2 separate regions of the Sus scrofa genome follow, and region 1 is linked to region 2. Evidence: chromatin contacts called from public HiChIP or PLAC-seq data. All regions are on one chromosome and are shown on one strand. Each heading gives the region's core, a stretch centred on a gene start, on an enhancer-like site or on the middle of the called end of the contact. The rest is flanking DNA. Distances are from core to core; before and after follow the strand shown.

What was found. HiChIP or PLAC-seq counts read pairs in DNA pulled down with a chosen protein or histone mark.
Region 1: an H3K27ac HiChIP or PLAC-seq map of alveolar macrophages shows a contact between it and region 2. The contact joins the promoter of ZC3HAV1 here to the promoter of LOC102162486 in region 2. A contact is called at or near these places in 3 of 47 Hi-C or Micro-C datasets (heart right ventricle and liver) and 1 of 2 datasets of contacts at active chromatin or transcription factors (alveolar macrophages).

The regions. Positions count from the first base shown.
Region 1 is chr18:10,531,170-10,535,268 of Sscrofa11.1, reverse strand. It overlaps ZC3HAV1 (zinc finger CCCH-type containing, antiviral 1), which reads right to left and starts at 2,747. Exons shown (of 13, transcript NM_001177489.1): 1 at 2,440-2,747. The coding sequence starts at 2,747.
Region 2 is chr18:10,330,529-10,334,762 of Sscrofa11.1, reverse strand. LOC102162486 (putative RNA-binding protein Luc7-like 2) reads left to right here and starts at 1,536. Exons shown (of 11, transcript XM_013990780.2): 1 at 1,536-2,039.

The DNA of each region.
Region 1 (4,099 bases), core at 1,498-3,997, 200 kb before region 2:
GGAGCTGCAGCTGTCAGCCTACACCACAGCCACAGCAACAGCAACAATGGATCCAAGCTGCGTCTGCGACCTACACCACAGCTCACCACAACACCGGATCCTTAACCAGAGGATCGAGGCCAGGGTTCGAACCTGCAACCTCATGGATACTAGTCAGACTCGTTTCTGCTGAGCCACGACGGGAATGCCTCAAAATTGTAAAAGAAAGCGATCATTGTACCGTGGGTATATTAATAAAATAGAGATCTTCATTTTTGGTGATGCCAAAGCATTTATGAAGCAAATGATCTCTGGTATTTGGTTTAAAATAACACGCTGGAGTTGGGGATAGGGCTGGGAGGGGAGAATAAATGACGGCCATTTTTGAAAACTGCTGAAATGAAACGATGGCCACAGGGGGGTTCATCATTCTCTTTTCTCTGCTTTAGTGTATGTTGAAAATACTCATAGTGAAAAATTAAAAGATAAGAAGCCTATGTATTTAAAACCAAAAGTCAACGCTAACTAGTGACCAACTTTTCACAACAGAACAGAAAAAATAACAAAGTCTTCCATTTCCATTGTTGTGTGTGTGTGTGTGTGTGTGTATGTGTTTTGCTTTTTAGGGCAGCACCCACAGCATATGGAGGTTCCCAGGCTAGAGGTCTAACTGGAGCTGGAGCTGCCAGCCTGCGCCAGAGCCACAGCAAAGCCAGATCCAAGCTGCATCTGCGACCTACACCACAGCTTATGGCAACACCGGATCCTTAGCCCACTGAGCAAGGCCAGGGATCGAACCCGAAACCTCATGTTTCTTGGATTTTTTTCCGCTGCGCCATGACGGGAACTCCTCCATCTCCATTGTTACTCAGTAGAGTGCTTAGAAAGTTCCTTCTGCTTTTCTATTCTCTACTTTCTTCCCTCCTTCCCTCCTTCCTGATTTCATCCCTTGCTGACTTAGATGACTCCTTCCCTGCGCATAACTTCCTGAAACTCACAAACAGACTTTGCGGTTGTTGCATCACAACGTACGCAATAAATATTTTTTAACAGCAACAGAGCATTATTTTTAAATTTTTTTAACAGTTCTACTCTAAACAAAACTTTTGAAAACATCTCATTTACTTCATCCATTTAAAACATCTCTTTTTGTACTGTTTTATCACAAATACTGGGGGTGAGTGATCTAAAGGTTTTTGCCCATTCGTGCATCACAAAAAGTTTGATGATCACCCTTTTTGGGCACTAAGACACCACTTCAAGTTTTAAGGAGGGGTGGGTGAAGTGTGAAAAGTACTACATCAGGAAAAGTAATTTAGCAGAAGTACATACAGATAGAAAAAGTGAGGAGAAAGACGACAGTTTGAGGAAGTCACTCATTCATTCAACAAGGCATTCATTTAGAAGTGAGATGAGAAGTAGGAACCTGACAGGAACAGGAGGGCTGGGTGATTAAGGGGTCCCGAAAGTACTGTGAAGCAGAAGAGGTTGGGGGGCATGTCAGAGGATGAATTTGACTCCTATTGACAAGATATGCAGGCACAGATGCTCCTCAGACACCGGGAGACAAGAACCTAGAATCAGCAGGAAGGCCTGGACAGCGAATGTACACAAGGAGGCCATCTTTGTACATGTGACAACTGAACCCAAAGGGAGAGTGCTCCCACGGGGAGACTTGGCAGACAGGTACGTCAAAAGGCTTAACCCAAACCTTGGGCCACATCGGTATCAGGAGGCAAAAAAGAACAAGTGGAAACACAGAAGCAGCTGCCCGGGAGATCTGCCACCCTGTTCAAAGTGGTCCCAAGAGTGGGTGGTCAACCGTGTGAGTCACCACGGGGTGGGGGTGGGGGGGTCTTGGGGAAGCAACTCTGGTGGAGGACCCATCATCAATGACCTTGAATGGGACCATTCTAGTCTGGTGGTGCGGTCTACAGTCAGATATCAGAAGAATGATAACGAGGAGAAAGGAGGCACCGATGGAGGGCCAAGCAGGGACCCTCTGCGGTGGAGAGAGAATCGGATGCAAAGACCACAGAACGCCTGGGAGCTGGAGCGGGGCGGGGGGCGGGGGGGTGTGTGCGGAGGGACCGAGAGGGAAAGACTCAAGATTCCAGAGAGTGGGGGCATTTTCTTTCCTTCCCAAACCTGCTTCCAAATTCTCTAGGCCCCGGTTTACCCAAAAGTACTTTATTCTTAAGGACGTGGGGTTAATCGTCGTCTCCACCAGGGCAATAGCGCGCTAGCCATATTCAGGAAAGGTCTGACGGCGCCCGAAGGAAAGGACCCTCCAGGCGAAGAAGCGCGGGCCCAGCAAGAAGGGGAGCGAAGATGTGAACGTCTGGAGGACGCGGCACGGGGTGCGAGGTCCCCGCGAGGGCGCGCCCCTCCCGGAGCAGCAGCCGCGAGTCCTCCCCGACCACCACCCGGGGAGCCGCCCCTCCCGCTCAGGGCACTCACCGCTCCGACTGCGAATAGTGGCACCGGCCCAACAGGTTGAGCTTGCAGAGGTGCAGGTTGCCGCACTGTCTGTTGCAGTACTTGCGACGGCAGACCCGGACTCGAGTGGTGGCCACCACGGACCGGGTGACCCCCGCCTTGCCGCCGGTCTCCAACAGCACGAAGCGGTCGGGCCCGGCGGTTGTCAGCACCTCGCAGAGCTGCGCCTCGGAGAGCTTCACCTTTTGCAGCAGCTCCTCCAGGGCCATACGGCCCCCGTGGGTGCACAGGATTTTGGTGATGAAGCAGCACACCCCCGGGTCAGCCATGGCTCCCTGCGCTGGCCTGGCCGCGGCGGCGCGGGACTCCGCTCTGGGGAGAATCGAAACTTACTAGAATCCCGGGGGCGGGAGCGGGCGGCGCGCGGGCTGGGCGCGCCCGGGGCGAGCGAGCGAGCGTGCGCTCTCCGCCGCTGTTAGCTGAGCCCGGAGGTTTCGGTTTCCTCCAAGGCTTGGGTCGAGAGTCCAGATCGCACCGACCCGGTCCTTGTGTCAACTTAAAATCAATCGCGACGGCGAGCAACTGGAAAGAGAGCGAACAGGCTGGGACTAATCCGCCGGCGACAGTCGGACGGCTCCCTCTCGGTTCTCTGCTCCGCGAAGGTCAGGTTCCCCAGCTGGGCACCGCGAGGCTGCTTCGGAGAGAAGAGAAACTAAAAATCATCTCGGGGCTCTGAGGGAGTTTTAAAGCCAGCCCAAGTGGCGAATAACGCGAGTCTTGGGAGCCCTCTTGAGGAGTCTTCTATTCTCCACCACCCCCCCCATCCCCGCCAAGCACAGACCCGAGTGAGCCCTTGACTTGCTCCCAGCCGGCGCCCTGCCTCCTGTATTGGTGAGTCTTCACAACTAGTACTAGCTAGTTATTGCACTAGCTAGATATTGTTATCTTCGCTCTATTTGAGGAAGTAACCTGAGCACACAACAGCCGTCCCTCAAGCCGGATGTTCCCCAAATCTGGCCCCCAGGCTCCAGATTGGCCGGGACTGCTATGCACTTTCTCCCACACCACCCTGCCTTCTTAAAGGCCAGTGATTATTGGTTTCCCCTATTTTGCCTTCTCATAACTTTTTGTATGTATTTATTTATATTATGGAGGCATGTGGAAGTTCCCGGAGTCGAACCTACGCCACCGCAGCGACCAGAGAGGCTGCTCTGTCAATGCTGGTTGATTACCCTGCTGTGCCACAGGGGAATTCCTCTCGGGAGCTTTTTGAAGAACTGCTTCTTGACACATTCTTGCCTGTCTATAATCGCGAACAGAGGTGTCTCAGACGCTGAGACCCACACAAGGCTAAATATCGGATAGCAGTCAGTCACCGTCGGGCATGCTCAGACACATCCCAAGACTTGAGATTAGGTTCCTCTTCTCGGATGTTTGGACAAGATCTTTTCCTTCGGTGGGAACCCACTTGCACCCCCAGGCTTGGTATTAGGATTATTTTAAAGTGAAAACGTTTCAGCTACAGAAGATGAAGAAAGAAATCTTATCTGAACTGCTCCAAATCTGAATAAAGCAGAACCTACCTAACGTACAGCTGCCCTTAACCTCCTTCCAAGGGAGTTTCCTGCTAATTCAGTTGCGGTGAAGACAGATCAACCATTGCCATTAGCATCAAAAAGCC
Region 2 (4,234 bases), core at 287-2,786:
GGGATCTTCGTTCGGAGTATGACTATTTCATGTTAACCTTTTTTATCTTGCTGGTAAATTATAAGTTCCAAGACAATGGTAGCTAAAATTTTGATGAAACAATCATAAAAATACCATTATATCCTTTCAAAATACCCTTGTCTCATTTTAAGGAGTTAATTGTTATACAAAAAAAAAAAAAAAAAAAAAAGTTTAAATATCAGGACAGGGCTCCAGGCTGGGCATTTTCTTTCTTTCTTTCTTTCTTTTTTGGCTGCGCCAGAGACAAGTAGAGATTCCCAGACCAGGGATGGAACCCGCATCAGAGCAGCGACCCCCACCGAGCCGCGGCAGTGACAAGACCGGATCCTTAATCCGCTGTGCCCCAAGAGAACGCTAGGCATTTCTTTTAGCTCACTTAGGCCTCCCCACAGTGCTAAGGTATGTATGTTTATCGCCATTAGACGTGAGATTAAGAAATAAACTGCTGAAGGTCCCAGTTAGTAATCCGTCCTTTGGAATGCAGGGTGATGGCAAACCCACAGGCTTTCTTTTTCGTTGTCAATGCTGCTGATATACTGAAAAGGCCTTACCCTACATATTTAACTTCGGCAGGAAAGAAATTGGCTACAAGATTACCTCCTTTCCTTTCTCAGAATACTGCTTAATATTTATAGTTTCTAATTTAGAGTAACAGCTTCCTGCTATATACGTTAACGATGAAAAATCCAAGGAGGTTAGATGGCCAATTTCCTAGTGTATTAATTTCGGGCATTATTTCCTGAACTTGACTTACTCCAGTTCTGGGGGCTTAAAGCCTCCCTGCTTTATTAAGGTCATTTTTTTTTTTTTTTTTTTTTTTGTATTTTTGCCATTTCTTGGGCTGCTCCTGCGGCATATGGAGGTTCCCAGGCTAGGGGTTGAATCGGAGCTGTAGCCACCCGCCTACGCCAGAGCCACAGCAACGCGGGATCCGAGCCCCGCCTGCAATCTACACCACAGCCCACGGCAACGCCGGATCGTTAACCCACTGAGCAAGGGCAGGGATCGAACCCGCAACCTCATGGTTCCCAGTCAGATTCATTAGCCACTGCGCCACCACGGGAACTCCTATTAAGGTCATTTGTTAAAGTCATTAAGGAAAATGACCCAGCTGTCAGATCTCCAGGGCTCCTTCCATAAGGGGTCGGGGAGCAGGGAGAAAAAGGTCGAGTCTACACGATTTTCAGGTCGGCCCCTGAAAACACGTTAACCTGTGAGTACTCATCAGGAATACGCCCATAAGACTGCTAACCTCAGTCGAAACGACGGGCATGGTCTCTACTTACTTTCGACTGGGGCAAACCCTCTGGCTAACCTGGGTCTGATTCGCCAGCAAGGCGTGCGGCACTGCCCTAACAGACCTTTTGGCGCCCCGGGCGGATCCGGCTCGCAGAGCCGTTGAGGCACCAGAGTCTCGCGAGATCGAGGGGGGGGGGTTGGCAGGAGCGGAAGAAGGCCGCGTGCACGCGCCCGAGAGCCGTTAGGGTGGAGCCCCTCCTACGCGGGGCGGGCGGAGTATATACAGTTGAACGCCGGTTGGTGGAGCCCCCGCGGGAAACGACTAAGCGCGAGGAGCGTGCGCGCTCACGTTGCGGCGACGGTGGCGGCGAGCGGCGTCAGAGCTTGGAGGGGGGGGCTGACGTTTTCCGGCGGGTGGCGGTGTTGGAGACGAGAGCTTGCTTAGCCGGTATCGCTTCTCTCCCAGGAACCCGACGGAGCGTGAGGGAGCGAGGGTCGCTTTGGGGGGCTGCTGCCTTCCACGTACGCGTCGTCTTGAGGAACGCAGCCCGGACTCTCCTGCAGCCCCTCCGGCTCCTTTTCCGCACGCCTTGAGGCAGCGGCGGCAACCAAGACAGCGTCTCACCTCCCCCAACCCCTTCCCCCTGCCCCCTCCCCCCCGCCCGAGAGGGCCCGGTCTGCGCCCCACCCCGGCCCGTCCGCCCGCTACGCCGCCGCCATGTCGGCGCAGGCCCAGATGCGCGCGATGCTGGACCAGTTGATGGGCACCTCCCGGGACGGTAAGTCTCTGCCACTGCCCCGGGGGTGGGGGAAGGGATCGGGAAAGCGAGGGGCAGGGGTTCCGCGGGTGCACCTGGGCTTGCGTGTGTGGCTGAGTAAGGGGCTCCCAGATTGGTAACACGAGGTCCCAGCTCCTGTCCCATCCAATCATGGCTGGGCAGGCGGGCTTGGGGGGCGGTGACCGAGCGGATTGGCGGGAACTGCTGCCAATGGGGTCAGGCGGGGCCTGGAGGCTGAAAGGAGAGTTGAAGCGTTCAGTGTTGACTTGGCTGGGACCGGAGAGCCCACGTCTCTCTTGGGTAGTCGGCCGGCCTGTTTTGTGGCTGATTGGGTACCTGGACCGCTAAAGCCTCCGTCCCCCTGAGCTAATTTCCGAACCCAGAGTTTTGGGATCATCCCTCGCCGCCGCCCTCCAGAGAATCCAGAGAGAAGTGACACCCCCTCTCCCCCGCCCCTCTTATCTGGGTCCGGAAAAACCTTTTTCACTAGGAATCCAGTCCCAGAGATGCACTCTCGACCCCCACAGAAACAACTGTTCTTATGGGGAAATCTGACCCAAACCATGGTTTCTTGAGGTGGGTGTGTTTGGCCCATTTTGTAAAAAGAAAGTGTTACGGCCTGTTTTTTCCGGGAGACCTCCATTTTGTTAGACAATTTAATAGAGGCTTTGTTCAGTAAATATTGACAAATCTTGCTTGTTGCCCAAGTAGAACCATTTTGAAAATGTGCCCAGTGAAGTAGAATTGAGGGAAACAACGATCCTTTTAGGCGCTTAGGTTAGAATTTGTGTAGAAAACCACTAATTGCTGGATGGATATCTTTTTGTCATAGAGAATGTCTAAATAAAAAGATAAAGTGCTGTTGCTTTTTTGGTGATGATCGTTAGTAATGTACTCTTTGAAATTCGATTCAAATCCATGCGAATATGAAGGAAGGCTCTAGTTCATTATCTCTTAAAAACAAAGCCAAACCCTTGCTCATTTTTGTATGTTGCTTGTTCAGGCAAATAGTTTCTTAGCCATTAAAGAAGTGCTTTTTTTTTCTTGATAAGTTATTTAAATTGTTTGACTTAAGAGAAAAGGCACACAAACTTTTGAATAGTCCACTGTTATAATTTCCTTAAGTGCTTTGCAGCAGAATGTGTGAGTAGATTAAAAACATTGAATTCAAATGTTTTTAACAGCGCATACTTTGAATCGTTTTTCAGTGTTCCTAGTTCAGTTTTAATAAAAACCCACGTTTGCAACTTTTCTTTATAGAAAATGTAGATCGCAAACCTGTTGTGGTTGTGTAGAGAAGAGGGGAAGACTGGGAAGGAAATGAATTTTATTTGTGTAGTAAATCCTTGCAAGTTAATATTAATTAAAAAACACCACTGGGGAAACTTCTGCCAGTTACCATTTTTTCACTTTCAGAGAAGAATGGTTTTTATAACTGCAGCATGTCTTAAATTGCTCCTTTTCCATTATGAAGATGGTGTTGAGAAGGGGCTTAATCCAGGATTTTGGCTGACCGAATAATCTTTATAGTAAAATTCTAAAACTCACTTAAGTCTTACTTTACATGATCCTTTTAATCCTAAATGGATACCTTTTTTGGTATCCTCTGTATGGATTGAATTTCTTAATTTTACTGGGAGGGTAGTTGGATCAAAGTAACTGCTATCACCTGCTAAATTGCAAACTACGCAGCCAGTCTGGTCTTGCAAAGCTGAATTAAAATGTGTGTGTACATATATATGTGTATATATGTATGTATATACATGTATATATGTGTGTGTATATATGTATATACACACACATTTTTTCCTTTGTGTGTAATTAGCAGAAACTTGGATATCTTAAAATCCACTCTGCTTTGTGTACAAATTTATATTTTTATGTGTCTGTTACTCAATTTTTTTTGCCTCCAGACTAAGAGGATTTACCATTGAAATCATGTTTACAAGTCCATGATATTATTTATCTGAAATGACTGGATTTTCACTGCTGTGTTGGGCCAGAAGTAAGACTTAACTACTTTCAAGGAAAAGAATTGAATGTTTTTTAAGATACCCAAATTAGTTCTTTTATGTTTATAAGAATCAGAACATTCTTTTCCTTCTTACAAGAGAGTTACTGAGTTTACATATTTCATCTTATTAAGGACTTTTAAATAATTAGGATTGTTTTTTTTTTAGTGTACAGTCAACCTC